Linked DNA regions of Sus scrofa: region 2 is linked to region 1. The links are chromatin contacts, called in public promoter capture Hi-C maps. All regions are on one chromosome and are shown on one strand. The core of a region is the stretch at or near the end of the contact, and the rest is flanking DNA. Distances in the headings are between cores, read along the strand shown.

Evidence for each region. Promoter capture Hi-C pulls out the DNA fragments that hold promoters and counts their contacts.
Region 2: a promoter capture Hi-C map of liver shows a contact between it and region 1, with 7 times the contacts expected there. The contact joins the promoter of ZWINT here to the promoter of CISD1 in region 1. A contact is called at or near these places in 1 of 5 promoter capture datasets (liver) and 1 of 47 Hi-C or Micro-C datasets (heart right ventricle).

The regions. Positions count from the first base shown.
Region 1 is chr14:92,380,939-92,383,638 of Sscrofa11.1, reverse strand. CISD1 (CDGSH iron-sulfur domain-containing protein 1) reads left to right here and starts at 1,337. Exons shown (of 3, transcript XM_021073223.1): 1 at 1,337-1,540. The coding sequence starts at 1,516. It overlaps IPMK (inositol polyphosphate multikinase), which reads right to left and starts at 168. Exons shown (of 6, transcript XM_021073222.1): 1 at 1-168.
Region 2 is chr14:94,093,387-94,096,086 of Sscrofa11.1, reverse strand. It overlaps ZWINT (ZW10 interactor), which reads right to left and starts at 1,269. Exons shown (of 10, transcript XR_002338428.1): 1 at 1,107-1,269; 2 at 300-390; 3 at 22-145.

The DNA of each region.
Region 1 (2,700 bases), core at 88-2,587:
CTCCCCTGCCCAACTCTGGGCAGAGCGCGGCTCCCTGCTCCCTCAGCTCCGCCGCCGGCCCCGGCGCAGCCCCGGAGACGGATCCGAGCGGATGAGCTGCGGCTGCGGCGCCCCGCGCTCCCAGGGGCCTTGACGGCGACGGCGGCCCCACCTCCCGCGCCCCCGCCCCCTCCCGCCGTCCTCCAGTCCCCTTAGCTGCCGCGCGCGCGTCAGCGCCGCCTGCACCGCCGCCTCCGCCGCAAGCTTCCGACTGCGCGACCAGCGGCCGCTGCCGCCACTGAGCATGCCCAGAGGCCGCCCGACGGGACCCCCGCGGCGGGGCGTGCGCCCCGGCCGCCAGGGCGAGCGGAAGGCGACCTGGATGCTGGGAAGACGCTGGCGGCCTTTCTTGTCCCCACCCTGACTGGCCGTGTGACGCCTGCAGGGCTGTTGTGTCCTCATTCATTCAGTGCGCGTTTGCACGCTTACCGGGGTCCGGCTCAAAGATGCCAGAGGCTCCCAATTGTGAGGACCAGTCAGTCCCGCGTTAGGAGAGTTAGGAGGGTGGCTGTGCCCAGGATGACTTGTGAGGCCACCCTTTAACTGCGATTACCTCCCTACAATCCCCAGCCGCACAGATACAACAGGAGTAAAAACTGGCAGTTTCTTAGCAGACGCGCCTGCAAAACACCCTTCAAGTAATACTATACCCCCTCCGAAAATTGGTGCCCCTAAGCAACTAAGAAAAGAAAGAAAAAGAAACCGACACCTATATCAGACTGCAAAAGATAAGGAATAATCTTTTTTAAGTGATCATTTTTTTTCTCTTAATGAAAAGAGCCAGGTTTTTTTCCCCTCCCTCAACACGAAGTTGTGTTAAGGCAAGGTCCCTTACGTTAAGGCAAGATCCAAGGTCCTCAATAGATGGAGAATTGGGTAGGCAGAAAAAAGGGATGCACAGTGGGAGCGAGGGGAGAGCCTAGAATGAGACATCACAGTGGGTTCCTGTGTCTGTCACTGGCATTTCATATAACTGGACTTCGCCCTGCAGGTACCAGACTAAACAAGAAAATGTGGGGTAAAACCTTAGATATCTGATTTTGGCAAGTGTTACATCAGCACTTGTTCTCGGTCCAGAGAAATCCGCGCACCTGGGAGAAACATAAAACCTGGCCTGGACTCCCTATTCCAAAGGCCCTTTTCCTGGGCTCCAGAACCAAGCGCCTAAGGATTGCGCAAACTCAGTTGCTACCTCTCTAGGTCGCTACTTCTCTAGGTCTCTCCCTCCTCCCCCCTCCTGCGGCTGTCAAAATCCGGACTCAAGATCTCCCAAAGGCCCGGGACACAGCTCTGCGCATGCTCAGCACTAGCCTGACGGATAATACACACGTGCTTACCGATCGTCGCGGCGCCTGCGCGGTAGCAGCCTGGAGTCGGTGCCCTTAGGACCGTCGCTGGTCGCCCCTTGACTCCCGCTGTCCGCGCGAGCCGGTTTGTGCTCAGCGTCCAGTGCACATCCTTGCAAGCGACGGCGCCATGAGTACGACTTCCAGCGTACGAGGTGAAGTGGGGCCTGGGAGTGGGTAAGGCTGGCGGCCTGCGCACCGATTGCAGATCCCTCAGCGCCTCTTTGGGCTGTTACTGCCGCTCGCTCTGCGCGCCCGCCGGTCCTGTAACCTTGAGATGCAGAAGGGCAAGCGTTCCGCTGGCCTTCGGGCTCCCCGGACCGCACGGGGAAAAGAGCAAGATCAGAGTATGATCTCCAGGCATAAGTGGCATGGGGGCCATGCAGGCATCTACCCAGTTTTAGACCGCATTTCCCCAAACTAGCTAAACCCTAAATCCTAACGATTCTTGCTCTGCTAGTTTTTCTTATCCCCTGCGACGCCTGTTTTGTCATAGGGCCTGGATAAAAGGAAAGATGAAAACAAACAAAAAACCCTCTTCTCCACTCTCAACCCTTAAATCACCGTGGAGTGAGAACGTCGATTTCCTGCAACCATCAAGCGGTGCATGCATGACTAATCACATCTTAGTTTTTTGCACACGTTTTTTTAAAGGAAGGAAACCCAATCCGGGGTCTTCAGTTTTCCCAGGTTTTTTTGTTTTGTTTTTGTTTTTGTTTTAATGCCTCTGGCATCTGGCTCTCGGTGGCAGTAGTCCAAGAGAGGATAGAAAACTGAGTTGGAGCTCACTGATCCTTCACCTTTCTCAGCCTTGCTTCCCTTGTGCTGGTACCTGGGGTTTGAAAATGTTACTTCACAGAAGGTTCGATTAAAATTAGACTTTCTAGAAGTCAGTTAATGTGGGGCTTCACTTCATAATAATTCTTGATGGTAGTATAATTGTTAATTTAATAATGTGTACCATCCAGTATACATGTGATCTTTGCCAGGTATATAACGCCACACCTCAAGGTTTGGTAACGTGTAATGATAGTTAAGTAAAGGCAAAGAGATTGCCCAGAAGTCAATTAAAAATAGCGCTCTTGATTCATTTAGTGAATATTGAGCATCTGGAGTGGGAGGTGTAAAAGATCCCTACTAACTTGCACCCTAGTTTTGTTGCAAAAGTTACCTAACAGAGTGAGGTTGGTAATCCATGACGTTTTTAAGTTCCTAATGTGGCATATAGGAGGTGATTACTTGGAAAAGTTATTTCAAAGGGTATTCATCATTAGTCTCCCTTAAGTAGAGTCATCCTTGTTGCAATTAAAGTAGA
Region 2 (2,700 bases), core at 20-2,519, 1.7 Mb before region 1:
CCCAACTCCTTGCCTACTCACGGCTTGTGTCTTCAGAAGCCAAGGGGTCCAAGCCCTGCGCAGTGTCTTCCTGGATTAAGAAGTTCTGTAGGAAGTCTACTACTTGTAGCTGGCTGCAGAGGAGCTTGTCTTTCTTCCGAGAGTCCTGTTCAGAGGGAGGGTAGAGGCAGGGAACATTCTTAACTCCTAGTACTATAGGTCAACAAGGCTTCCTTGAAGTTTGCTCACCATTAATGCTGCCCAGTATCTCAACAGAAGGACTTAGGCTTCTGACAGGCTGGCTCCCATCTTGTACATACCATCACAAACTCAGCCAGGATCTGGGCGGGCAGTTCTGCCTCCTCCTGAAGACCTGTAGGTTCCAGGATGTCTGCCACCTTGGCCAAGGCCCTGAAGGGATAAGAAAACAGGGAAAACTGCGGACTCCTGTGTTCTAGAGAATTTGTGTGTACATGCACAAATGTGAACATATGTGTTAATACTGAGTCTTGCCCTGACTTTTATCCAACACAGTCTTGGAGGGCCATCTGGGACCAGGAATGGTGTGTGTACAGAGGACACACGGAGATTATGTGTTGTAAGGAAAAATAAGAAAAGCCAAGGGAATAAGGAATGTGAGGAAGGAGCTGTGATACTAAATAGGGAATGTCTCACTGAAGAGAAAACTTCCGAGTTTCTGAAAGGTGTAAGGGAGACAGGTAATGGGGGTAATGGGGAAGTCCTCCATTGAGAGAACACAAGGCTTGGGGCGGGGTCTCAGAATACTTGAGGAGAGGCTAAGGACAGGGGTCTGGGTGTCACAGGCTCTCCAGAGTTCTCCCTTGTTAGGGAGCGGTCTTACAAGGGAACAAAGTTCTCCCTTGTTAGGGAGCGGTCCATTAGAAGGCAGCGGTGAAAGAGCGTGTGTTGGAAGAGGGATGAATCTAGGAAATAGGCAACAGTTACCTCAAGAACCTAAGAATGGGGGGCTAGGGTCAGGATCACTTCACGGCGGAACCGAACCACAACAAGCTCTAAGGGGTCGACAGAGATCACCGATTTTATGAGGGGGCGCGCAAGGTCAGCCCCAGCCCATCCCTGGCTGCCACCTGGCGGTAGACACTTACTCTCGGGCTGCAGCCTCCGCTTTGGTCTCCGCCGCCTCCATCCTTCCCCGTTCAGTGCTTCGGCTCAATCCTCCGTCCACTTTGGATCCCCGCGGACTGCGCGCCGGGGCTGACAATTGGATGTCCGGTCAGTGGGTGGGAAACAAGGACTATCGTGGGCCCTCATTGGAAGATACAGATTCACGCATTGGCGGGCCCTGCTGTTTGGCGCAGGCGCAGTTGTTGCTGAGTCCTGCGGCCGCGCAGGTCTACGCCTGCGCAAAGGTCTACGCCTGCGCACTAGCGGGGAGGCTGTGAGGAAGCGGTTTGAGTTCGCTTCGCAGCGGGCAGCCGGTTCTTCTCAAACTACGCAAGAAAGTGGAGAACTTTGTAGTATGGCAGTTCTCAGTATTACCTTTATGCTGTGGAAGGAGAACACAGGTCTGCCTTCTGAGACTTGGCATCAGTAAAGAATAATGATCCTGGAGGCCCAGGAAGCAAATACTAGCTCAAAAACTTACTCCTTTAAAATTTTACAGAACGCGGTGCAGGGAGAAGCAACCTAGGCAGAGCCCGCGGATTACTTGTGTTGACAGGATGGAGCTGAATTCTGAGGGAAACCAAGGCAAGTAATGTTCTGTGCAGAGTATAGCAGAAAGGAGAGTTGAGCTGAGGGAGAACACGGGGTTCTTCAGAGTTTTCTCCAGTATTTTACTGAGTACTGGGCATCATGTGTCTGAGGAAACTTCCCTGAAAGGATTTTAAAGATTCCCAGAGATAACTTAGGGTCAGAAATAGTAACTTTCCACCAACCAGGCTGGAAAACTTCATAATCCATGCAGGTTTGATTAGAGTACACAATCGGGTTTTATCTTAGTAGGGCATTAGCTCTAGACTGATCACTGCACTGTTGCCTCCTAATAAATCTTAAAAACAACGCTCAAGTGGATTTAAGGGTTAACAAGTCACTTAAGTGTACGACAGACCAAAGTTCAGTAATATTTCTAGAAATACGAAAATGTCCAGCAACCAATAAGGTATAGTTCACAATGTCTGATATCCAGTTAAAAACTACCAAGCTGGCAAAAAAATAAAAACGGAATGAAAACCCATATTTAGGAGAAAAATAAATCACTGATTAGAATAGAAATAGATGTTAGAATCAACAGACAAGGATATTAGCAGTTCAAAAAGATGAGACGATCTGTAGTCAAAAAGGTAATAAGAGATAAGGATGTGGAAAAGTGGACTGCTGATGTTGCTGGTAGGAATCTAAAATGGTGCATCTGTTTTTGGAAAACAGTTTAGTAGTTCCTCGAAAGATTAAACATAGCGTAATAAAGATAAATGAAATTGAAGGCATAGCCTTAGAAACTAAGAAAATTAGCTTCTTAGAAATAATAGAAAATTAAAATACAAAATAAAAAGAACAAAGCAACATTGAACTGTGGGACAATCTCCCACAACCTTATAAACTGTGAATAGAGTTCCTGAAGGAGAGACAACAGGAGAGGACAAAAGCGAATTATGTAAGAATTAACAGAATTTGAAATTTGTTGAAAAGTATAAATTCACATATACAAGAAGCTCAGCAAACACCAAGCACAAGAAAAAT